Regions from separate parts of the Gossypium hirsutum genome. Here regions 1 and 3 are each linked to region 2. The links are chromatin contacts, called in public Hi-C maps. All regions are on one chromosome and are shown on one strand. Each heading gives the region's core, a stretch centred on a gene start, on an enhancer-like site or on the middle of the called end of the contact. The rest is flanking DNA. Distances are from core to core; before and after follow the strand shown. Region 1 holds the start of LOC107914735 (UDP-glucuronate 4-epimerase 6-like). Region 2 holds the start of LOC107914787 (adenosylhomocysteinase-like). Region 3 has its middle 20 kb from the start of LOC121222905.

The links. Hi-C and Micro-C count contacts between places; a contact is called where the count stands out from the background.
Region 1: a contact with region 2 is called in a Hi-C map of hypocotyl, with 1.9 times the contacts expected there. The contact joins the promoter of LOC107914735 here to the promoter of LOC107914787 in region 2. A contact is called at or near these places in 6 of 34 Hi-C or Micro-C datasets (callus, fibers, hypocotyl and 1 more).
Region 3: a contact with region 2 is called in a Hi-C map of leaf, with 1.6 times the contacts expected there. The contact joins the enhancer-like site here to the promoter of LOC107914787 in region 2. A contact is called at or near these places in 2 of 34 Hi-C or Micro-C datasets (both in leaf).

The regions. Positions count from the first base shown.
Region 1 is chrD10:26,933,571-26,938,294 of Gossypium_hirsutum_v2.1, forward strand. LOC107914735 (UDP-glucuronate 4-epimerase 6-like) reads right to left here and starts at 2,733. Exons shown (of 1, transcript NM_001327111.2): 1 at 758-2,733. The coding sequence starts at 2,437. The coding sequence ends at 1,073.
Region 2 is chrD10:27,173,838-27,178,339 of Gossypium_hirsutum_v2.1, forward strand. It overlaps LOC107914787 (adenosylhomocysteinase-like), which reads left to right and starts at 2,800. Exons shown (of 2, transcript NM_001327114.3): 1 at 2,800-3,598; 2 at 3,883-4,502. The coding sequence starts at 2,888.
Region 3 is chrD10:27,000,997-27,005,443 of Gossypium_hirsutum_v2.1, forward strand. No RefSeq gene overlaps it. Among protein-coding and RNA genes, the nearest start is that of LOC121222905, 20 kb to the left of the region's middle. Within about 2 kb of position 1,400, at least 2 of the 9 cell types and tissues checked have an H3K27ac peak or open chromatin away from gene starts, as enhancers often do. A contact at or near this core is called in leaf, where this site is marked.

The sequences.
Region 1 (4,724 bases), core at 1,483-3,982, 240 kb before region 2:
TTGTATTCTTCTCTTCTTTAATGAAAATCATTATTTCCCAAAAAAGTAGAGTTATTTGGGTTGTTTTTTTTTATACATTTGAACTAAAATCAAAGTTTGATGTACATAATTGCACCAAATCAAAGTACATACATCAAATTATAAATTAAATCAAAATTTGTATATTTGAAATTTATCCCTGAATCTAAGCATATTATCGTGCATAATTTTGTTTATATGATGAATGATCATAAACATGCTATAGGAGAAGATAATCATGCAAGAGAAATTAATCATTGACTAGGAAAAGGAAATTACATCTTACTAAATCTATTTTAGACTTGTACAAGTTGAGCTTTTAACAAAAAAATTTCAAATTCAAATTAAAATATAATAAGAAATATATATAAATATTTTATTAAAATTTTAAATAGTGAAAACTTTGTATAAAGTTGGAGGTGTAACTTGACCTAATTGGATCCTAAAAACTTGTAATTTCTCATCCTCCTCTTAGGATTCCTTAAAAAGCAAAACCAAGGGGGAATCATGTATAGTAGTATTTGGAAAAAAAGAAAAATAAGAAAAATTTTGTAATTGTTTGAGTTTTGTCCAAGGAGGAGGTAAGTTGAATAACATATATATGGTTGCAAAAAGGAGATTATTTATGGAATGTTAGAGTCGAAGCAGGTTTTACGTGAAGAAGGTTTGCCTCAGCATGTTCTATTCGATACGAGTAGGAGAAGCGGTGCTCATATACCTCATACTGTAAGCAACGAAATAAAAATCACAAATCATTTTTTCTATTTCATATGAAAATCAGCTGTGAAGATCTGCATCCTTTCTAGCAGACCCTACCACCTTATTACACTTACCTCATCTTCACAATTCTACACTTTTTTTCTTTTTAATTCTCTTTTCACATTTATCCTTTTCTATATCTTCATCAAATATTAATCTATATCTATATGCTACAGTAACAACACCTCCAACACTTTGATCCTTTTTTTTACATCGTAGGACCAAAAACCCAAAATTCAAAAAAAAAAAAAAACACCCAACCAACCATGTGCTTGATGATGAAGCTCAATGTTCTTTAGCCGGATTCACCGGTAGCTTGACTTTCCTTCCTTGTTTTTGATTGAATCCCATAATAACTGATGTACCATTTCACAAATTTCCTCAACCCAGTGGACAAATCCGTGGTGGGCTTGTACCCAAAGTCCTTGAAGGCTAACGTCACGTTGGCATGTGTGAAGGGCACGTCCCCATTTCTTGGCATCGTGATCACATGTTTCTTGGCCTTTGTGCTCAGCAACCCTTCCAGGATCGATACCAATCGCCCCACTGGGACCGGCGATGTGTTCCCCAAGTTGTAAACTCTCAACTGAGCCGCCCCTTTCTTCTTCTCGCCGCTTCCGGTGCTCTTCTCCGCCGTGTCCAACGCCCCTAAACACCCTTTCACCACGTCGTCTATGTAGGTGAAGTCACGCGCCACCTCTTTCTGATCATGCGTCTTGTATATGTCAATCGACTTCCCTTGTAGGATGTCTTTAGTGAAGAAGAAATAAGCCATGTCGGGTCTTCCCCAAGGACCGTAAACCGTGAAGAATCTTAGCCCCGTAAGGGAAAGACCGTAGATATGGTTGTAAGTGTGGGCGATTTCTTCGCCGGCTTTCTTTGTGGCGGCGTAAAGGCTAGCCGGTTGGTCTGTCCGGTCGCGTTCGGAGAATGGGTTTTCGGTGTTGAGGCCGTAAACGGAGCTCGATGATGCCCAAACAATGGATGGCTGAGGATTGGCTGCTTTGGCTACTTCGAGCAAGTTAACAAAGCCTGCAATGTTGGAGCTGATGTACGACTGTGGGTTTTGCATGGCGTAACGTACGCCGGCCTGAGCCGCTAAGTGAAGGACGTGAGTGAAGGGCACAACGTCGAATAGCTTGGTCAGCAATGGCCCGTCGTTCAAGTCACCTTTGACGATGAAAACTTGGTGCTTACTCAAAAGGTTTTGCCTGGCTCTTTTCAAAGACGGATCGTAGTAGTTATTGAAGTTGTCTAAACCAAGAACCCCATCGCCTCGTTTCTTCAAAGCGAGGGAACAGTGGGAACCGACGAACCCAGCGGCGCCAGTGACCAAAACGGAGAACCCATTGGTTCTACGCGGCGTGGAAGAGAGTCGGACTTGTTTCTCCCAGGCGGCACCGCCCCCGGCGGAGAAAAGGGAAGTGGAAAGTAAGCTGTGGTGGTGGAGACGGTGGTGAGGAGGGACATGGTGGGGAGTATCGGAAAGAGGAGGGTAATTGATGGTGAAAAAAAGGATCAGAATCAAAGCAATGAGAAGGGTTGCACGAAAGAGAAGTTTAGAAGAAGCAGTGATGAGTTTGGTGCTGTGAATTTTTCGGAGATAATTGTTGTATCTCTCTAATTTCAAGGTTTTGCTGGTGTCCGGTGGTGTAGGCATTTTCTTTTCAACTAATTTTGGGGGTTTGCTTTTTGCTTTGTTTACTACTGAAATTGTTATTGGGTGCGACTGTTTTCCCTTTTTCCTTTTCGGGAAGAGAGAAAAAAAGGGCTCAATGTGTTGGAGAAGAGAGGCTGAGCCCTGAAGTTGAGAAGTGTGTAGATGGAAGATTATAAAGAGAGGAAGAGAATTGGAAGGAAAATAAATAAAATAAAGAGAAACGGAGGGGAAAGGTGGTGGCCATTGGTTGGACGCCAGTTTTGGTTTTTTTTTTTAATAATTCAACTTCAGATATGCCACTTTTGAATTCAATTTCTGAATGAACAATATAAATTTCTATTTTATCAAAATAAAAAAAATTGAATTTTGTACTTCACATTAATATTTTTACTCATTTGAAAAAACTCATTTCCATCAATAATTTATGTGTCTGTTCTTACACTAAGAGTGAATTTGGATGGGCGGTGCATTTACCTGCGGTTAGTGTAAAAACAGCGGTGGCGGTGAAATTAGTTACTGTAGCGATACTGTAGCGTGAGACAAAAAATAAGCTAAACGCACCGCACCGCACCCAATCGCCCATCCAAACCCACCTTAAGACTCATACTACATACTCTTTTTAATTAAAAAAATATGTAAATTAGTTCTTACCCATCAAATTAAAGAAAAAATTGATCATTTATATTAAAAATTTTATCTTTGTATAATTAAAAATTGGCATGATTGATGGAACCAAGAGTTATATTTTATTGAAATAAAAGATGAGAAAAAATTGAAATTGGAAATAGAACACAAAACAAGAGTTTCAGGCCAGCTTAGCTTTAGCTTACTTCACAAAATTTGACAAATGGAAAGGGAGCAATAAATAGGATATGATAAAATGGTGATAATTACAATGTGAATCAAATCAATGCATAGGAGATGGGGATATTTGCCAGCTATCTTCTTTAAAGTTAAAGAAAAAAGAACACTCCCCTCATGTGCTTTCTAAAGGCATAGCAACTGGCTTTGTCATGAATAAGACTATTTATACATATTTGTTCTTACCATTTTAAATGTTTGGGCATACGGTATATGGTTAAACAAAGGACAAGGCTTTTGGATCACCACATGAATACTACCTCAAAAATTCATTCAAGTATAACGTAATACTTTAAAATACACAAGTATGAATTCAATATATGAAGTACAATAGCATATTACATTAAAATGTTCTCTGCTAAACGGAAAAATCAACTACTCAATTTTAATTGTAAAATCTGTTTCCTACATAATATAATTAGATTATTTAATATAAATAAATATTAAATTATGATTTTTTATTTCACATGTTTACCCTTGTTCTTTTTAAACATTTTATATTATTTTAAATAAAGTATAAAATAAATTAAAAATATTCTCGATTAAGTGATAAGTATATCTGTTCTCTGGCCTCCGCCTGAAAAGTGAGAGGGTTTGAGAAATAATATAGGCCCAAAAAATAGATTTGGGCTAAAAATAAGGCCTGTTTAAAAAATGGGTCGAGCCTCGGGTAAGGCATTTTTTACCTGACCCGAATTCACAAAAGGACAAAAAATTTGCTTTTTTTTTACTGTTTTAATGCTATTTTCTTGTTTTCTCATTAGTTTACTACAATTTCACTATTATGTTGCTACTATTTAAATATTAGTATTTTTAAAAATTTATTTTTAATTTGTTGGAAAATATTTATATATATTTAAAAAATAAAAAATTTTAATACAGGCAGGTCAGGTTGGGCCCAAGTTTTAACATTTTTATTTGGGCCAGGCTTGGGTAAAATGTTAGGCCCATTTTTCGGGCCTGGTCTGGGCCTAACAAATGGGCCCAAAATTTTGGTTTGGCCCGACCCGAACCGAACCCGACCCATGAATACCTCTAATGATAAGTAGTTATCATTTTTTTGTCGAAAAATATTCTATCAGATGATTTTTATTATAAATTATCAAATGTGTGTAAAAAATTAAATAACTAAAAATTGTTGTAAATACATTAAATGGATGTCTATAACCTTTAAACATTTATGAAAGTAATGAGTTAAAACCCCCTATTCATTATTAAAGATGCTTAATGTATGTGTTAATGAAGCTATTAAATAAACTTCATTAATTTATGTTGCATTGAATGTCAATGGCTTATATATAGCTCTTTTATAAATGAAAAGAGGAGACGAGAAAATTCTCTATTTACTTTAAGTGTTCTTTTATTTAATTATATTATAACACGTTATCAGCACGAGCTTCTATGAGTTTATAGTAAAGTTCACGTC
Region 2 (4,502 bases), core at 1,550-4,049:
CCTATCGAGCCTCTCCCTAATATTATTACTCGATAGTCAACCTCTTTCCTAAGTGTACCAACGACCAGAAAACCCCAAATTGCTCAAATCACAATCGTGTAGAGTAAATATGAAAGCTTCCATATTACATTTTGATTTAAGACGACCCTCTTTTTCTCAAAAGAATAGGCAATCTCGTTGAAATCAACGATAACCAACCATGGAAGAGACTGATCATGCCCCATCTATTTCAACAGATTCTAAGAATCACTATGCATCATTTTCTCAGGGTGACCATAAAACCTTGTGAATTGCCAAATTGTCTCAGTAGTACCATCAGTATATCTGCATCAATATGGAATTGTGAGTAACTCTTTAAACTCACCACACATTCTTGCCTCCAACCCAGAGATAACTCTCATTTAGACCCAACAACATTAATATCAATCCCATTCAAAAAACACAATTTATTCCAAATTTTCTCCATTCTTCGTGCACTAACTTTTGTCTCTACAAGAAATAAAATTTGGGGATGAATATCTCTCAGCTTGTTCCTTAGATGATTTACCGTTTGTGTCCTCCCCAAACTACAGACGTTCCAACTTAGTATTTTCATTGTTCCTGGCTGCCCTGCATCACAGAGTCATCTGATCTCCCTTGACCTTCCTTCGACAGCTCTGGATCAACATTAATAGAAACATTAGATGTCCCTCTTATTATACGTTACCTTTTCTTACCATTAATAACCATAACTAGATTATCTTCAGCGTTAGATTCCAACTCCACAGCCCTTGTATCACTATTCCCTTAGGCACTGTTATTAATTACGAGGATTTGTAAATTGGATGGACTTAAACCCTTCGCCTTTTGAAAAGAATAACTGACTATAAAGATCTCATCCCGACCACTAGTGACCCCATTCTTCCCCTTTTTTTGAAACTTTGGTCCACATTTATATCTATCTCTATCAACCATCGACTCACCACGTGCGATCCTTTTTTTGGCTGGGCCCTTAACGAGATGTCCCAACTAAAAAATGATTTTTGACAAATCCATCGTTACCCTTAACGTACAAAAACTCTCCTCATCCCAAGCTTCCCGTAAATAAAGAAGAACAAACTAAGCTTCTCATACTGAAATTGTGCATACACAACTGCCTCGCCATCCTCATCCCCTTGGATCTTACGAAGGAGCAAAAGATGGTTATTAAAGAACCATAGTGATCCATCCAAAACCCTATTTATGTCCACCTCATAGAAAAATCGAAATAAACATATTTTGTCGCCAATATCCGTGATAGAGATACCCCCTATAGGATGCCATAGATCAACCATAATATTTCTCACTAGGGGAAAATGCACTACACTTGCAGTTAAATAACTACCGACCAAACACAGATTGCAATCCTCCACCAACACCAATCCATCTTCTTGAACCTAGAAAGCATCCTCTTCTTTGTCTAACATACTTAAATCGCTTAGTTCCTCCTCTATTAAATCCCACCAAAACAAAGAAACCTTGCTATGACAACACACAAAAATCGTGCAAAAAAAAAAAAGGCAAACCACTACATGCCAAACGACAAACTAACTCCCAAGAAGGTGCAAATTCGAAGGCGACATAAAACACATTACAACTTTAAGGGAGAATACATGTTAGAATTTTGGAAACTACATTATTAGACAAGACAACTACGAACTGCAAACAAGAATTATAAAATAGATATAAAAAATGATAAATATATTGAGAAAACAAATGTTTCGTTCATAAAAAATATTCATAGAAATAATATTTAAATAAACTTTTAGTTTTTAGAAAAGGATAAAAATAAATTTAATTTTTTATAACATAAAATTAAGATCATAAACTTTAAATATAATATTAAAGATATCAGAAAAAAGTATATTTAGCTTAATTTATAATTTGTAACATAAAATTAAGTTAGCTGTACAAACATAGTAAATTACAAATAAAATTTTGTAAAAGGCTATATACAAAATTAAATATATATAGATGAATTGATACAAGTTTGATGACTATTTTGCAAATTAAACTTTCATAATTTTATGAGAATCATTTTAATATTTTCACTTATTATTATTGTTTAATAAGCCAAAGAAAATATTTATGGAAATAAATCAAAGAAACCCTTTTTTATATATATAAATAAATAATAGAATCTTGATTACAACTAAACATTGTGAGTTGCATTCTCACGCTTTCTAATATTTTATAGAAGATAGGTAAGAGTGTTTGAATACGTGCTAAATAATCATCATTCAATTCAAGCCGAGACCAAAGAGGATTAAGTTAAAAATATAAGATTTGTATGAAAAGAGAGAGGCAGGCAATTTAATTAAACATAATGCTCAATAATGGTTCCATTTCACCTAACTTGCAACATGCAATAACACCTTTTTTTCAATTAGCAATTAAATTAAGGAATTATCCCAAAAGTTCATTTTGAATGCTGAGGGTTACAAACTATAATGGATTAAAATGAAAATTTTCAAAAACGTTAATTGTTTATTAGGAAAAATAAAATAAAATGATTGATAACAATTTACCTGGAATTATATAACTTAATTCAATGAATAATAATTTATTAGGAAAAATAAAATAAACTTTTTTATTTAAATATTAATAATATTATATTTATATAATTAAATTTAAATAAAAATATTAATTTTATTGTAATTTAGATTAAATTGTAATAATCGGAAAATGGAGATCTACCAACTCCGCCCCCACCCAATCTGCACCGTCGGATTTCACCACTCTAACCTATTTATAACATCCTTACATCGCCGCATATTCCTCGCCACTTCCCACTCGCTCATTGCTATCTTTTTGTTCCTTTTCCAAGGGTGAGTGTGATCTGTTCTTATTCACTCCATTTCTTTAACCCATGGCTCTTTCCGTCGAGAAAACCGCCGCCGGCCGTGAGTACAAGGTCAAGGACATGTCTCAGGCTGACTTCGGTCGTCTCGAGATCGAGTTGGCCGAGGTCGAAATGCCCGGTCTCATGGCTTGCCGAGCCGAGTTCGGCCCTGCCCAACCTTTCAAGGGAGCCAAAATCACCGGTTCTCTTCACATGACCATCCAGACCGCCGTCCTCATCGAAACCCTCACCGCCCTCGGAGCTGAAGTCCGTTGGTGCTCTTGCAATATCTTCTCTACCCAAGACCATGCCGCCGCCGCCATTGCCCGTGACTCGGCAGCCGTGTTCGCCTGGAAAGGTGAGACCCTCCAGGAATACTGGTGGTGTACCGAGAGAGCCCTTGACTGGGGTCCCACCGGTGGACCTGATCTGATCGTGGATGATGGTGGTGATGCTACTCTGTTGATCCATGAAGGAGTTAAAGCCGAGCAGGTTTATGAGAAAACCGGGCAGCTCCCAGATCCGTCTTCTACCGACAATGCCGAGTTTCAGATTGTTTTGACCATAATTAGAGATGGGTTGAAGGCAGATCCCAAGAAGTATACAAGGATGAAGGAGAGATTAGTTGGTGTTTCTGAGGAAACTACAACCGGTGTTAAGAGGCTTTATCAGATGCAGGCCAATGGAACCTTGTTGTTCCCTGCTATTAATGTCAATGACTCTGTCACCAAGAGCAAGGTCCATTTTTCCCTACTTTTTTGCTGCTTTACCTTTTGAACTTCTTATATGAAGGATATTGTCTTTGTCCAAGCAGATGTGATAAAAAAATGATTTAGAAATAACAAAACAATATACATATTTTTTGCAATTCCTTCAGATCTGATATTTGCTTGCTCTGTTTTTACTGTTAGTGGCGTTTAGATTTTAATTGCAATGCTGATGGTCTTTTTGTTCATTAATTGAATTGTGGTTTTTACTGTATTCTGGTCTAATTGTTGCTATGATTTGATCTTTTTGAACAGTTCGATAACTTGTATGGATGCCGTCACTCTCTTCCCGATGGGTTGATGAGAGCTACCGATGTCATGATTGCTGGTAAGGTCGCTGTTGTCTGTGGTTATGGTGATGTCGGCAAGGGTTGTGCTGCTGCCTTGAAGCAAGCCGGTGCTCGCGTCATTGTCACCGAGATCGATCCCATCTGTGCCCTTCAGGCTCTCATGGAAGGACTTCAAGTTTTGACCCTTGAGGATGTTGTCTCCGAGGCTGATATCTTTGTCACCACCACTGGTAACAAGGACATCATCATGGTTAACCACATGAGGAAGATGAAGAACAATGCCATTGTTTGCAACATCGGTCACTTCGACAATGAAATTGACATGCTCGGTCTCGAGAATTATCCTGGTGTCAAGCGCATTACCATCAAGCCTCAAACCGATAGGTGGGTCTTCCCTGAAACCAACACCGGCATCATTGTGTTGGCTGAAGGACGTCTCATGAACTTGGGTTGTGCTACTGGCCACCCTAGCTTTGTCATGTCATGCTCTTTCACCAACCAGGTGATCGCCCAGCTCGAGCTGTGGAAGGAGAAGGCAACCGGCAAGTACGAGAAGAAGGTGTACGTTTTGCCTAAGCACCTTGA
Region 3 (4,447 bases), core at 150-2,649, 170 kb before region 2:
TTTTAACGTTTTCTAGCTTATTGTGAAGTTTCTTAATCTATTCACCAAAAACATATACATTGTAAATAAATGGTAATAATGATAAACAAGTGTTAACCCTATTTTATTATTGATTTCTAAAGGCGCAATATTAATATAAAAAAAACATATCTATATTATATTTTAAAAAGCTAATTGAGTTGGTGCCACTCATTAATAGAATTTCAACTCGGTTAGAAAATTACCAAATATCCTTTAATTTTATAAGATAATAAATATTAATTTGAGAATATTTTTATTTTTAAATTTTGATAAATCTAAAAAAGTATATACATATAAGTAAAAGTAATGAATATTGAATCCAAAAAATCGTATAATAATTTTTACCATTTCATACAATAAATTCGTTGGATAATTATACTCACTCGAATTGTGAAACCTAATTTTATTTTGTTATCTTATAAAAAGAAAACGTTAAGTTTGAATTTGACTTAAAAAACAGAATTTATTAAATTAAAATTCTAATATAAAATTAGAACTTTTCTCAAAATGAAACTAAATCATTTAAAATTACAAATGTTACATTTACATGCTTTTTGATGATTTAAATGTGTGTTACCGACAAAGATGTTAAGGTTTGGGTTTTATTATGGACATTTGTTTTAAAATACTCAAGGAACACCAATTGTATATAAAGTAAACACAGACAAAACTCATCTAAATATTTGTGCATTTTCCGACATCCATTTCACCTTATACATTTGTTTACAAAATGTAGTAAAAGCTGATTTCCATTTTTCCTACAATGCAAGACACTTGCAGTGTCGGTGGTCACTCGTCTCAATCATATGAGTTTTATGAGCTGGGAATAATACTTTCTTAATATATAGGTCCATATTTTACTTTTTATTACTTTTATTTTATATAATTCGTGTAAATAGTTATTTTAAAGATAATTAAAATATTTTAAAAATAAAAGAACTTAAATAGTAATTAAAGTATTTATAAAATATGAAAAATTATATTTGAGAAAGATGAACATGTGATAGATTCTGAAATCTTAATTGTTTAAATCTCCACAAACCGGTACACATAAATTAAATATTAATTTTATTTTAAAATTAAAATGAAATAAAATAAGATTGTAAATATAATAAAAAATAATTATTAAAAGAATAATTATAATTATTATAGAAGCAGAAAATTATATGCACAGTTAAAATACTTTTTATCATTATTGTATAATGATTAATAATATATGTAAAATGTATATGTGATTTATCTAATGTGATGGTATGTCAGAATACCTCTTTTTCTTCTTTAAATACAATTATTTTTCTTATTTAAATCGAAGCTGACGTGGAATAATTTTATGAAAAATTAAAGTAGGGTGTCCTTACGACAAGGGAAGGTTTCAAACTCTGAAAGGGTAGCTTAAATATTCCTTCCGGCCTCTTTATCACATGGGAAAGATTATGCACAATGATGCCAAAAACCCATTTTTCTTTTAATTTTCAATTTGGTGCTTTGATTTTAATACAAATAGGCATTTAAATTTAACCCAAATTTATTCGATTTTCAAATTCAAATTTAAGTTTCTGTATCTGTAAATAGTTCAGAGGGTGTACAACAATTTGGGTATTATATTTATAAAATATAAAAGATGTTAATTTAAGGGTATAATCTTCTTTAGAGACGCAATCATTTCTTAATCAAAATTTTAATCCCGAGTGATGGCGCTTTTTCAAATGGATAAGAATGTTAGATCATATCCAATTAGAGGTCGCATTGAATTTTTTTTCTTTTGGTTCTCATTAAACTATGGACCACCTTTCACCAAAGTTGAGGAATAGCTCTTGGAGCTTTGGGAATCATTTGGCTTCAAAGAAGTACGGTGTACATGGAAACAAATATTAAACTTGATTATTCAAGAGATTTGTTTAAACAAACATTGGATCTTGATTCCAGACTTTCAATTTCCTTTTTGAAAAATTAAGCTTCATGAAAATGATAAGTAAAAAGAAATAAAAAAAAACAATAATATAAAAGTTTTATATGTGAAAGTTGATGGATTGTTATATCTTCCGTAGAGAACTACATATACCTCATAATAGATCTTGTGAATCTGACAACGTACTTATAGAGAACTCGGCATGTGTTTCTCAATGGAACTAGACATGGCGGGTCTTGAGTTAGTTTGTGAACCTCAGCTTGACGAACTTGGGAGTTGGGCATCTCCGCTAAGATTAGATAAGAACCACGTGGAGGCTTAGAGTAATTGATTAACAGTCGTTCTAAAACATCATCCTAAGACTTATCATCACCGTCACTACCAGTAGTATCAAATCAAACTTCTATATCAATGACCTCAAGACATGTAGCTAAGTTTGTTCCCCACTACAAAAGGTCCATGCAACAACTCATACACACTACATACTCACTCCTTTAATTCCTAAACTCTTCCACTAATTAACCTCTTTCCTAATCTTCACACTACCTTCCCCGTTCAGCCACCGTCTTCCAAAATTTTTCACCTCACTAATTAACAATTGGTGTGGTGAGTGTGGACAAACATTTCGAACCCAAGTGTCAGGGATCCTCTTAGCATCGAGTTTGATCCCACTCACGACCAAGTTATAGACCCCACTAGTCGTAACAGAAGATTAAATATAGTTCAAACCAGAAAAACTCAAAACCCAAACCCCATACATGACAACCAGAACACAAACCCACAAAATCAAACAAACCCTCAAAATCAAAATCAGCAAAATCAATACCAAAAAAACCCATGCCAATAATTTTACCACTACCCCCATGATATTTTAACCCACAAAATTAGCACCATGCCGGACCATCATCTACTGATCAGGGATCCCAACATCACTAGTCCAATAATCAACAATATTTGGACATGCAAGAGAGAATAAGAGTTATGAAGGAACAAATATCCTTCCAGAAAAAGAGATACAAAGAGCAATAAAATTTTATCCAGGATCAAATGGATAAACAGAAGCAAGTAGATAAAAGAAATGAAAAGCTTATTGAGGAGTCAAGAGCAGGTAAGATGAATCGTGATAAAAACCCATGGCATCAAGGGGAAGAATCCATCCCTTCTAAGCATGACTGTCGACATGAAAACTAAGATAATGATGATTTAGTGGATGATACTGACATGGATGATAGCTATGATGAAGATTATGATGATAGTAATGGAAAAATCTAGTTATGAAAGCGATTTACTATTATAGCGGAAGTTTAAAAATGTTCAAAACCAAGTCGATTTGTGATATTTATTGTAATAAACATTCTATCAAAACATACTTGTGTTTTATGCTAGATAGATCCAAAACATTCCTAGCTTTCAACTGAACGATCTTCTCCGTTATCCTCGTACCCCAAATTGCATCGAGTGTGGGCTTGAGCAACAAGAACCAAACACAGAAACAAAAACAATTTACTACTTTCAGTAGAAAAGTAATTATCTCAATAGGTACCGGTAGAAATTATTATTCTCAAAAAATAAATTTTTATTACTTTCTGGCAGAATAACAATATATGAAACTTATGTCATAAAACTTATGTAAATAAGTCTACCAGTGTCATCTATTTCTAGGAAGAGATAGGAGAATCATGGTTGAATAAGTATAATATAAATAATATTTATTTAATAAAAAAACACTCAAACCCATGTTCTCCTATAGTGGCAACAATACTCATAACAGTCGAGCTAAGACTCAATCAACTAATAAAATTATTAATGAATGATGAGTTAAATTTATTCTTTGCTTTTCTTCCATCTCTTAGGCAAGTGATTTTTTAAGGAGCGTCATTTATTTTAAGAAATTTTTTAGGTTAAGAGTTGGATGATTGTATTATGAAATTTAAAATATATACATATAAATAAATATGACATTTATCAATCTTTCAATCTATTTGTAAAATCTAAGAGATTTACTAATAATATATCAAATAATTATGTTTAAAAATAAGTATTCACCAATTTTTTTTCTGACTTTTAAATGTTAATTTATTTTTTGAAATATAATTATTTTAACAAGTATTATTGTTTTGAAAAAATGTTATTTCACCATATAGTGATGATGTGATGAATTCTAGTGTTTTTTTCTCCCTACAAATATTACAAATAATATACCTTGGGAATGGTAACGAGGTCATGGACCCCATACAAAGAAACACAAAATTAACTTCAAACTGGAGTAGCCTAATTATTTATAAATTTAATACAAATTTTAAAAAATAAAAAGAGAAATAATGCTCTCCATGATCCATTTTCTCTTTCTTTTGAAAGCCCAAGCATCAATCAGATCGCTAAAAGTACTGTAGTGATTCTGTAATATATCTTGGCCGCTAAAAAATAAAAAATTAATCCCCTATATTAAATGAATAAGTAAAATAATTATTTTGTCCCCAAAGTTTTATTTTTAAAAATTTATTCTAACCTTTTATA